Linked DNA regions of Mus musculus: regions 2, 3 and 4 are each linked to region 1. Evidence: chromatin contacts called from public Hi-C and HiChIP or PLAC-seq data. All regions are on one chromosome and are shown on one strand. The core of a region is the stretch at or near the end of the contact, and the rest is flanking DNA. Distances in the headings are between cores, read along the strand shown. Region 1 holds the start of Adamts9 (a disintegrin-like and metallopeptidase (reprolysin type) with thrombospondin type 1 motif, 9). Region 2 overlaps 9530026P05Rik (RIKEN cDNA 9530026P05 gene). Region 3 overlaps 9530026P05Rik (RIKEN cDNA 9530026P05 gene). Region 4 overlaps Adamts9 (a disintegrin-like and metallopeptidase (reprolysin type) with thrombospondin type 1 motif, 9).

Region 1 (2,717 bases), core at 115-2,614:
TATACATCATTGTTTCCAGGATGGGTGGCACTCCCAGCACACTGTTGGCTGGTCTCTACTGGCACTTTGATATTCTCAGTTCTGAGTGGCTGGCCAAGCAGCAGAGAACTCCGGTTCTAGGAAACTTGGGCGATTATAACTTTATTAGTCATATCAGTTACTGAAAATGCCCTTTCCTTTCCCTTTGAATTGGCGCATCCTCTCCTCTGAGAGCTAAGGAAGAAAGGTGCTTTTTTTAACTATCCATGATTTAACAATCTTCCCTCTTTACTTCCTCCCCCTTCTCCCTCTGTTCCTTTCTCCTTTTCTAGAGTTCTGACTTCCAAATGTCTATCTTCAACCCGAGGGAGATGATGGATAACTTGAACTATCTGCTTGGAGCCACTTCCCTGCTTGCATCCTCTCTAATTCTGAGAGCAAGCGGAAGTGACTGGAAATCCCTGGAGGTTCGAGTGCCTTCCCCGGGACCTATGGCCTCACAGTCCTTCCCTACTCCCTTCCCCTCAAATGTCGGGCAGAGTTGGGGGCTTCCAAGTCCCCACCCTCTCTAACCGCACAGTAAGCGTCTTAACCTTTTTTTGGGGGGGGGGGGGCTACAGAAACCTGTAGAGCTCTCGCCACAGGGACAGAGGTCCCGGGAAGACCCGGGTTTAAACAGTTGCGAAACTTTCAGAGAACTGCGGATCAGAAACACAACTAGAACTACTGGACTGAAATAGATCCCTGCCTTTAAAACTCTTGACTTGGGGCAATTAAGTAGAGTGGAGCTCAGGTGACAAATCTGGTTCATAGTGATCAAGTGTAGGACTAGGACGGCGCAAGGCTACTTTTTTTTTTTTTTTTCCTCTTGTAAGGAATGCCAAGTTGGGTGATGGAAAGAGACGGGGGCAGAATGAAGAGGACAGGCAGATACGGAGAAGTGGAGATGGCTCAGTAGAAAGCGGAGAAGGAAGAGACCATCAGAGAAAAGGGACATGGGCCCAAAGAGACCTACACCAAGACCTGGCGAGAGAGAGATTCCAAACCGGAGACCAAAGTAGGAAAGGGGAATCGGAGTGGGTGGCTGAGCGCCACCTCAGAGAGAGAGAACTTTCTCTGCTCTCCCTCCTTCTCAGGGAATCTCTGCTAACCCCACCTCGGGGAGGTGACGCGGACGGCCACCGATTGCTCCGGCACTGCCGGCGCCTCTGGCCTCCGCCTCCGGCAGCTGGAGGGGCCTAAAGCGGTGAGTCCTGGCACCCGCGGCCGAGGAGGGGACAGGATCTACAAGGAGGCGGGCCGCCTGCCCCGTTTTCTCCTCCCCTCTCCTCCTCCTGGAGGCGTGCACCTAGGGTATTTGAGCGCCCGCGGGGGCCCCCGCCCCCTGGCCCCCCATTCAAGAAGCGGCTCGGCTAACTCAGCCAGCAAAGGGCGCCCGGCGCGCCTCGGAGCGCACGTTCCGCGCCTTCTCCTGCCCGCAGGCTGGACATTATGCGGCCGAGCCGCCGAGCCCTAGTCCTCCGCCTCCTTCTCCTCCTCCTGCGGCCCGAGCGCCTCAGCTCACGGCAGGCGGCAGCGTTGCTCAGCGGAGCGCAGACGGGACCCTCTCTGCAGGACCTCAGCGACTCCTAAAGTCAAAAAGTTGGCGGCAGGGCGCCGGGGTTCCGCGCGCTCTCCAAGGCTGCTGCCTCGCGTCGCCGCCAGCCACCAAAGCCGGCAGGAGGGAGGGGGTGGGAGAAGCGGGGGGAGGGGTGAGGAGCACCATGCAGTTAGTATCCTGGGCCACACTGCTAACGCTCCTGGTGCCGGACCTGGTTGAGATGAGGAGCCCTGACTCCGCGGCGGCCGTGCGCAAGGACAGGCTGCACCCGAGGCAAGGTAACATGGCTCTGAACCCTGAAGCCCCCCCCCCACGCCCCCACACACTCCATCGCCACCTTCTTGAACACGCTCTGGGGCGGGCACCCCGCAGTAGAGGCCTCTCTCCTTTTCCTAGAAAGAATTACCTCTCCTTTCGGAACCTCTCCCTTCTCTGGGTCATCCTTAGTCAACTATTAGGGAAGGAAGCACTGCAAGAATTTTAGGGCCACCCCCACCCCCAGTCCTTTTTACCTGACTTTTTTTACCCTCCTTATCCCTTGACCCAAACCAGTCCTAATTAATAGCTTGGATCACCAGATAGCACACATTTTATTTTATTTAGGATATTTATCAGAATCTGTAATTATTTTATGTTTTTATATTTGTTCATTGTCTGACTTCAAATGCTGTAGTCTCGGCCCCTCACCTAGTTCTCGGCTGTTACTATTACAGTAGGCGCTCAACAAATATTTATCCAGTGGTGGAGCGTGAAGGAATTGACTCGAAGTGGCTGCGAAATAAATTAGGACAAAGCCCCCCATCTTCTTTTTAAATTAAAGCTTTCGGGGGAAATGACTGATTAGCTCACTTGCCTCTGTTTCTCCCTGCAGTGAAATTATTAGAGAGTCTGAGCGAATATGAGATCGCGTCTCCCATCCGAGTGAACCCCCTCGGGGAACCCTTTCCCACGAACGTGCACTTCAAAAGAAGGCGGCGAAGCATTAACTCTGCCTCTGACCCCTGGCCTGCCTTCGCCTCCTCTTCGTCTTCCTCTACCTCTTCCCAGGAGCACTACCGCCTCTCAGCCTTCGGCCAGCAGTTTCTATTTAATCTCACCGCCCATACCGGATTTATCGCTCCACTGTTCACTGTCACCC
Region 2 (2,717 bases), core at 135-2,634, 61 kb before region 1:
TGGTGGGCCAGGGAGCATTACCAGAATAACAGGCGTGCACATCCAATTTCAGTTTATGTGGATGCTGGGGTTTCTAACCCAGGCACTCTCTCACCTGCTAATCCATGCCCCTATCCCCAACACAGCATCTCGAATTTGATGTTTTATCTAGGTGTGCTAGAACCACTTGTATAAGCAACAACACTGCGAACAGCTTTGAAATCCTTCGCTCATGTAAAGGAGCGCTATGAGCAACATGCGCCTTAGAAGCAATTGAAGCTTTGCACTCTGAATCAGAGTTTAATGGGCAATTTCCAGCATGGAGGAAGGGAGGTGAGAGGGGATAAAGTAACTGTTGGGAAAGCTCAAGATCAGATTTAGAGCTAAAAGGGCCAGACTCCGCCTTACTGATGTCTAATGGCTGCTGAAGAGGAGACAAGTGATCTGCGCCTTGGTTACAGACTTGGAGGTAAATTGGCCCCATTAAAAAATAATTTGGAGAATCGTATTGATGATGATAATGCTAATGCGGCAATAACAGCATTCCACTCTGACCTTGACTGGGGTTTGGTTCCAGCCAAGCCCAGCCACTTAGCTCACACTGGCTTTCAACTGCTCATCATCATAAATGTCTGTATCCACTCTTTGGGACAAAGGGCAGTCTCCTACCTCCAAAGTAAGCAAATAAACATGACAGTCAAGGCCTTCTGTGGATGCCCACCCATGTGAGGCTTTTGGCCAATCTGACCTAAGACTGAAGACAGATTCAAGGGCCTTTGCCATTTACTGGAAATCTATTGTAACAGGAAGACTTATGGAGGCCAGTGATTCGAAAACAATAAATACAAAAGACATGGACTCAAATCCAAAGCCACGCAAAACTGTTGGGCAGGTTGCAGAAAAAACAAATCTAAACACTGAAGGAGAAACAAGATTACAAACCAGTGGACTCCTGTCAGCCCATCTCTCCTTTTTATAAACACTTCCAGGCAAACCACAGTTTCAGCTCATTTTCAAGCAATGCTTTCTCTAGTTATCTGGAAATAAACACAAAATTTACCTCTTATCAAGGTAAGCAGACAAATGGGTGTGTGTGTGTGTGTGTGTGTGTGTGTGTGTGTGTGTGTGTGTGTGTGTTTTACTGCCTAATATGGGTCAGAAGATTGGGCATGACTCCCAAGGCCGTCAGCATATGAAATGGAGTGAGATGGCAGATTTCCCAGACAGAGGGGCAAACACAACACTCATCTTTCATTGTCTCTTCTCTCCACTCCTGGTTTTCTTCCTTCTGTCCCGTTTGTAAGGTTCTGTTTGGGGTTACACTTTTAGACAGATAGCTGCTTCATCACATATGCTCTTATCCTTAGTGAGGCTAAAAAAAGATCGCAACACACACCCCCACTGTGGCACTTGCCAACAAACTCTGCCTGTGTTTGGGGCTGATCTCATCCTTAACCTCCCTCTAGGACCCATCAGAATAATGGATGGTGTAACTCCTCCCTGATAATGTATGTATGGAGCTGGGAATTTTTTTTTCTTCTCTGATTAATAGGTATTCAGGCCTTGCAATCCTTTTGCTGTTTTCTTTAGATTAAGAGCAATCTTGGTGTCCAAAAGTTTAGAGTCCAAAAGGGCGAAAAGAAGTGCTTTTCAAATCCCGGTGGAAGGAGTGGCTCTCATTTCCTTTCTACTTGCTTTTCCTCTAGTAGTACAACTAGTCTCTGGGAGGCTGGAGGAGGGCCACACTGGCACAGACTGGGTTATTACTACCTCAGTTCTTTTCAGCACTGAAGAACTTCACACGCCACTTCTAGGATAAAAGAATATGAGTTTCCATCTCTCAGGGCTTTTGGGAGTCTACCATAAGGATGGAAGGACCATTTGCAATTGTGTGTGTGTGTGTGTGTGTGTGTGTGTGTGTGTGTGTGTGTGTCGTCCATGTGTGTGGTGTTCCTGTGTGTGTGTATGGGTGTGTGCACATGTCAAAGCTAACAGTCAGATTCAGATATTGTTGCTCAGGTGCTATCCAGCTTGTGTCTTGAGATGCTCTCTCTCGCTGGCCTGGAACTCACAATGTAGGGAGGCTGGAAACCCAGTGAACTCTGGGAATCCTTGTGTCTCTACCTCTCCACCACTGCGATCACAAATGAGTGTGGCTCTGCTAGACTTTCCACTGCTTCCTGAACTTGAACTGGAGTCTTTATGCTCATAAAGCGAGCGCTTTACCGATTAAGCTATCTTCCTAATCCCATTAGAAACTATCTTGCCAGAAGACTCTATCTAATGTTGCCAGAATGGTTCTTAAATTCTCCAGGGATCCTGGCCAGGCTTCCAAATGACCTTTGACATTGGTTAACTGGCTAACTACTCAACAAAGGATGAGGCCTTATCAGATACTAATGCCCTTGCTACCAAGGGCACTGGCGTCCCCATCGTAGAATTCTTAGTCTCATTGATAAAAGAATTTAAGGCAGATTTGAAAGGCAGCTGGGGGGGATTTTATTCTAATTCTAAAGAAAAATCTCAAAGCAGACAAGCTATAAATGTAGGCAGCTGCCCAAGGAGATAAGATTGAACAGAGGACAAGAGAAAGCCATGCCATTTAAATTAGGTCTGTGGTTAGCCATGTGGTGGACAAGCAGATGACTGGTAATAAAGCTGGGGGTGGGAGGATAGAGAAAGAGCCAGAAAAATCATACTTAGACTCTGGCCAGCATCCAAAAGACAAAAGAGAAGAG
Region 3 (2,717 bases), core at 68-2,567, 45 kb before region 1:
GGTCTGTGACTTGTCCCTACTTCTAAATGTGCAAAGCACAGAGCTTAACTTCCACTTCAGGGCAGCCCAGTGTTTCAACAACCAGACTCTCTCTCTCCCTCCCATCTCTTCCCCTCCCTTTGTACCTCCCTGAAGGTTGCTTTGAAGCTCTGAAAAAGCTCTACCCAGGCTTTAAAATAAAACCCTCCCCACCCATCCACTCTTAGCTAGTGCCTGTCAGAAAGTGGCATAAAAATGCATTACACATAGCAGTAGAGAGAACGCTGAGGTCTATGTCCCCTCCTGTTTTCTAGTCTCCCTACAGACTGTCAGTTCTCCCACTGGTTCGCAATCACACCCTTCCTGGAATCCCCGGCTTGAGACCCGCTTTAAGGAAGAATATAAACCAAAATATTGAAAATCTTAAATAGATTTTCCCAATCTTTCTAATTCTACTTTCCTTATCAGTAAAAACGAGGCTATGCGATCACTTATAGAAAGTCAAATATGAGGACATATTTGACGTGATGTTAATCTAATACCCAGCGTTACTCTTGGTGATGACGATGCTTTGAGCTAAACCACTTCCTCTGTACAAAAATCTCTGATGGTTGGGCAAGCACACATAGGGTTCATGTGACCGGTCAAGCTCTTCCTGAAGACACAGGTTATTGTCCAATAAAAGGCAGCAGATACCACTAAATGCAGATCCACGGAGCGGATAGATTTATTGTGTCCACTCTCCCTCAAACTGTCACGTCCCAAATCAGAAGACTCCATCCTGAGCCACAAGTCCCGTCTGAAGGACGCCATGGCTCCTGAGTTCCTGGTTAACACGCTGGGCTGGAGCCTGCTGCGTGCTTGACCCCAGGAAACTGTCCCTGATCTGAAGGAGGAAAAGTGTCAAGGAAGTGAGGCAGACAATTAGAAAAGCATCACTTCCCCGCAGCAGCGGAGTAGAGGGAGCATGACTTCATTTGTGAGGAAGCTTGCCTTCTCTCCCGTCATAGGGAAATCTGTTCACACTGAACCCTGCCCTCCCCGTGACAGTCAATAAGTACAAAAAAAAAAAAAAAAAAAAACCCTTTAAAACAAGCTTCCTCCTCAGGACGCACGCTCTGTGTGCTTTGGCTTTTCCTGTTCTTATTTAAAGGTTCCCCAGAGTTCTCCTCAGTCACGACTTACCCTCAAAACATTCAGGGGTCTCTGAGGGAAAAACTGGATACCACAGTGTGCTCCAGGGACTCAGTAGACCCCCCTATCCATGTAGAAGGACTCCTTCAGCCCCAAGGTGAAGCAGCCTAAGATGTTAAGAGCTGTACTCTGGATCGGGGCCAGGCCAGGAATAACAACAAAGCTGAAATTAACTTGGAGGACTTTTGAGTGGATGTGACTATTTTTGAACCCAAGAACATCTCAACAGCTACATGAGACACTATTGGAGAAACCCCCTTTTTGGTAGTGTTGTCTTCTTGTTCTGCAGTAGGATGTCAGTGGCGGGGACATTTCCTATTAGAAAATCACAGAGCGCCATGTGGCACTTGGAGAAGCTTGAAAGGCTGCTCTGGTTGAAATGCTAACATTTCTCTTTCCAGGGGAAAATAGTTTCGTTCTCGTATCTTATTGGGTCAACACAATTAAAACGGTTTGTGCCACAGTCTTTCTGGTCATGGGGCATAAATTCTTAGCAATTTATCCTTGCATGCGAGGGTTTCTAGATAGTCTGGGAATGTGTATGGTAGGAATAGATCGTGCTGGTGGTAAGTCGCCCAGTCACACCCTCTCACGGTCTCAGTTTCTCCTGTTCCCACTGCAAGCTCCTCCCATCTTCTGGCAGCTCACATTCCTATCACAGAGCATGCGCTCAAGCCAGGTGAATTCTGGGATTAAAAGGAACCTCGTGATTCTTCTTTTCCTAAGAAAAAGAACATAAGGAACAGCCGCAGTGAGGCAGGCACAGTCTGTGCTCCATGGGCTCAAAAGAGAAAAGAAAAGAATGGGGTTCAGATACGAGGCTCGCCATATCCTAAAGGCAGGACTGTGAACAGTGCTTTTCTCACATCAAGCAATTCAAAGATCTACTCCATAAGCCTTCTAAAGATTAAGTGGTAAAATTCACACAAATACGGCCCAGAGTCTGGGACTTGGTCACTCTTAAAGTGGTTATTTGCCTTCATTAGTGTCATAATAAATATTTTTAAGTTATCAGAAAATAGAATTCTTTGTTTTGTTTTTGTTTTGTTTTGTTTTGTTTTTTCTATGCCTGGAATCTCAACCTGTAACACCAGACACAGGTGTTTTAAAACAAACAAACAAACAGAAAACTCTGCGTGCGTGTGTGTGTGTGTGTGTGTGTGTGTGTGTGTTACATGTTTGTAAGTATGCGAATATGTATGTGTGTGAGTGTTAAGTGTGAGTGTGTTTGGGTATGTGTGCGAAATCCTGGGACAATCTCAAGTCTTTGTTCTCACCTCTCACCTTGTTTGAGACAAAATTTATTGGGTTTGTTTGTTTGTTTGTTTGTTTGTCCCTGTGGTTGACCAGGCAAGCTACACTTCAAGCTTCTCTGCCTCCCAGATTGTCATGGGAGCTCTGGGATTACTGGTGTGCAGTGTTTCATTTGGGTTTACGTACGTGTAGGAGAATCTGAACCCAGATCTTCTCACTTCCATGACAACTACTTTACCTACGGAGCCATCTCTCCAGTTCCTGGCTGCTGATTGGGAGACTCCCATCAT
Region 4 (2,717 bases), core at 161-2,660, 37 kb after region 1:
TGTAAGAATACATCTTTGCTGTTTTCTCCCAAGGAAAACACTATTGGGGATTTAATGTTTAGAATGTAGTCAAAGCTTTCAGTGTGGTCAGGCCACACAGACTTAGTCAGCCTCTCCCGGGTCCTTCTGATTCCTAAGACAATCATGAAATGCAAAGAATCCTCAAGATGGCTTCTATTTCCAGGTACCCCATGTGAGTAACAATATGAACCCGAGCTGATGAAGTAGTGAAAGCTCTCTCCCCCTTACTTGCTCATCCACAAAGACTAAGGAGTTGTACAGTCATCCTTAGGTGTCTGTAGGAGGCTGCTTTCCATGCCTCCCATAAGTGCCAAGCTCCACAGATACTCAAGCCCTTTTGGTGAAGAGGCACTGAATTTTGGCATCACCTATGCATATTTTGCTATCTACTTTAAACAATATTTAGATAACTCATAATACCTAATACAGCACAAATAGCTGTTATATTATATTGAGTGGGGAAGGGGGTAAGTCCGTGCCCATTCAGTACAGAAACAAGTTTATTTCCCCCTCTAAATACGTTCCACCCTCAATGAATGGAATCTGTGGGTGTATGATTCACGGATGCAGCGGGTCAATTGTACTGTTCACTGCATCAAATGAGTGATGAAATGGAACATCCAAAACACTGAATACATGTTCCAGTATAGAATGGCAGTGAACAGTCTCAGTTAGTATGGGTCAGTAAATATTCAAAATATAGTTATTATATTCCCAGCAGTGAGCAAATGTGCTTGTCCAAATGAAAACAAGCTTCTGTTTATTTGTATGAGGACATAAATAGATTCCATTTAACCTAGTTATGATGAGTTGGGACTAAGAGGGTAGCTCCTGTCCACCACAGAGGAGCATGGTAGGGTTGGGTGCCTTCCTTACTTGAGGTGTGCTAGAACCAGTGTTGTTGGGACTCCATAGCTGGCACCTGCGAGCTATGTCGCTTCTTTGAAGAAAAGGGGTTCTGCAATATTAAAGCCTTTTAGTAAACTCATCTAATACAGATCACATTTTTCCATCTCTGCTGGCAAACTCAAGAACCCACATTTTTTTTTTTAAGAAAAAAGAAACAGAACAGAAAAGAATTCGTGGAGCAGACGCAGGGGCTTTAGTCCAGATTTTTCTTTCATATGAAACAGGTCCACACCCCTCCATCTCACTCAGACTTCCTGAGTTCAGCATGAACTGGGAAGGGAATTCCTCACTCGGTGCAAACTTAACCACATGTTCCGTGTTCTGATTGACAGCAGCCTTTCCCAGAGAGAAAAGATGACCCGCTGACCTTGTCAACTGGTGGATAATTGCCTGGGCTGGAAGGCCATGTGGGTCATGGAGGGGGTGCACATTAAGGAAATGCTATCGTTTTTCCCCCACTTCCTCTGGTGAAGCCAAGAATGGAAAGTATGTGTGAAGGACGCTGCCACAGCCCAAGAGGACACTGGCTGTGCTCCACAGCCTCCCCTCAGGCAGAATGGGAAAGAGTTTAAGAATCTTTTTTATGCCTGGCTTTTCAGGAAGCCAGTTCCTGTGAGCTGGCATTGGCAGGTGAATCCCTGTGCCATCTCTACTTTCAGCTGGCTGGGCATATGTGCCTATGGTCTCTGTGTCACTCCCTAGGAGTTTGTGGGCACACTTTATATACCTTCATAATGATACTTTACTTGATAAACACATGTGTATCCCTAATCACCGTGACCCAAAAAATGGGAGATGTGAGGCCCACAGTGATCCTCTTATTACAAAGCACTTAGCTTCCATTTATGACACGAATTTATTCTTTATATTGACAACAGTATGACACCCTGCCAAAATCTTGTTCTATGGATTGCCCTTTCGCTGTCTACTAGCATTTCCTTTAGTCTAGCACCAACTACTGCACATTCAGAGCCTCTACAATTCCAATATTCATATTTATACCCAACAAATGGCCTGTGCATACCTTTTCATTCACTAAAGGCATTTACATCAAATTCGATAAAAATCCTCTGGTGGTCTATGCTCCGTCTAGAATTGTCTTATAATTTATTCTGCTCATTCAGATTCTTGTCCACAGGACAACAGGTCCTTAGTTATACTTTCTTCTTAGATTTGTTAAGCAAGGATGCCCGCAGGAACCCTTGGTGTGTTCTGACATTCTCACCACTGCTTCGTTGACTTTAGGTTTAATATGCCTCACGATGACAGCAATAAATGCAAAGAAGAAGGAGTTAAGAGTCCCCAGCATGTCATGGCACCAACACTGAACTTCTACACCAACCCCTGGATGTGGTCAAAGTGCAGTCGGAAATACATCACTGAGTTCCTAGAGTAAGACCTAAGCGCTCTCTTAGTATCAGCCACTGGTGCATCCCTTCTCAGCCTGTGGATAGCAACCCTTTGGGGGTCGAATATCAGATACCTTCCATATCAGACATTTAGATTATTATTCTTAACAGTAGCAAAATTACAGTTAAGAAGCATCAACAAGATAATTCTCTGGTTGGGGGTCACCACTATGTGAGGAACTGTGTTTAAGAGTCACAGCATTAGGAAGGCTGAGAACTGCTGCTCTAGTGCCTGGCCTATCTGAAGTAACCCATGAAGGGGAAGAAAACGGAATCTGGCATTCTTTTTGTCTTGTTGTTCTTGATAACATTCCTTAGAGGAGAAAAAAATTTTACTCTATAACATCTGTTAGCTCATAGCCTTGCCAATGTTTGGAA

The links. Hi-C and Micro-C count contacts between places; a contact is called where the count stands out from the background. HiChIP or PLAC-seq counts read pairs in DNA pulled down with a chosen protein or histone mark.
Region 2: a contact with region 1 is called in an H3K27ac HiChIP or PLAC-seq map of extraembryonic endoderm stem cells. The contact joins the enhancer-like site here to the promoter of Adamts9 in region 1. A contact is called at or near these places in 1 of 39 promoter capture datasets (3T3-L1-derived adipocytes), 6 of 484 Hi-C or Micro-C datasets (the 3T3-L1 cell line, the HL-1 cell line, Sertoli cells and 3 more), 6 of 115 datasets of contacts at active chromatin or transcription factors (embryonic stem cells, extraembryonic endoderm stem cells, fetal liver and 2 more) and 2 of 9 other capture datasets (adipose tissue and liver).
Region 3: a contact with region 1 is called in a Hi-C map of cardiomyocytes, with 15 times the contacts expected there. The contact joins the enhancer-like site here to the promoter of Adamts9 in region 1. A contact is called at or near these places in 3 of 39 promoter capture datasets (the 3T3-L1 cell line, 3T3-L1-derived adipocytes and embryonic stem cells), 5 of 484 Hi-C or Micro-C datasets (cardiomyocytes, liver, myocytes and 1 more), 5 of 115 datasets of contacts at active chromatin or transcription factors (embryonic stem cells, fetal liver and heart atrium) and 2 of 9 other capture datasets (adipose tissue and liver).
Region 4: an H3K27ac HiChIP or PLAC-seq map of trophoblast stem cells shows a contact between it and region 1, with 40 read pairs. The contact joins the enhancer-like site here to the promoter of Adamts9 in region 1. A contact is called at or near these places in 1 of 39 promoter capture datasets (trophoblast stem cells), 6 of 484 Hi-C or Micro-C datasets (Sertoli cells, cardiomyocytes, cortical neurons and 3 more), 7 of 115 datasets of contacts at active chromatin or transcription factors (embryonic stem cells, extraembryonic endoderm stem cells, heart atrium and 2 more) and 2 of 9 other capture datasets (adipose tissue and liver).

Annotation. Positions count from the first base shown.
Region 1 is chr6:92,942,181-92,944,897 of GRCm38.p6, reverse strand. Adamts9 (a disintegrin-like and metallopeptidase (reprolysin type) with thrombospondin type 1 motif, 9) reads left to right here and starts at 1,364. Exons shown (of 40, transcript NM_175314.4): 1 at 1,364-1,857; 2 at 2,451-2,717. The coding sequence starts at 1,743. The region is part of intron 1 of 9530026P05Rik (RIKEN cDNA 9530026P05 gene); the gene reads right to left.
Region 2 is chr6:93,003,473-93,006,189 of GRCm38.p6, reverse strand. The region is part of intron 1 of 9530026P05Rik (RIKEN cDNA 9530026P05 gene); the gene reads right to left. Among named protein-coding and RNA genes, the nearest start is that of Adamts9, 61 kb to the right of the region's middle. Within about 2 kb of position 1,384, at least 20 of the 459 cell types and tissues checked have an H3K27ac peak or open chromatin away from gene starts, as enhancers often do. A contact at or near this core is called in extraembryonic endoderm stem cells and heart atrium, where this site is marked.
Region 3 is chr6:92,986,646-92,989,362 of GRCm38.p6, reverse strand. The region is part of intron 1 of 9530026P05Rik (RIKEN cDNA 9530026P05 gene); the gene reads right to left. Among named protein-coding and RNA genes, the nearest start is that of Adamts9, 44 kb to the right of the region's middle. Within about 2 kb of position 1,317, at least 17 of the 459 cell types and tissues checked have an H3K27ac peak or open chromatin away from gene starts, as enhancers often do. A contact at or near this core is called in adipose tissue, cardiomyocytes and heart atrium, where this site is marked.
Region 4 is chr6:92,904,759-92,907,475 of GRCm38.p6, reverse strand. Adamts9 (a disintegrin-like and metallopeptidase (reprolysin type) with thrombospondin type 1 motif, 9) reads left to right here. Exons shown (of 40, transcript NM_175314.4): 9 at 2,176-2,322. Among named protein-coding and RNA genes, the nearest start is that of 9530026P05Rik, 34 kb to the left of the region's middle. Within about 2 kb of position 1,410, at least 12 of the 459 cell types and tissues checked have an H3K27ac peak or open chromatin away from gene starts, as enhancers often do. A contact at or near this core is called in heart atrium and trophoblast stem cells, where this site is marked.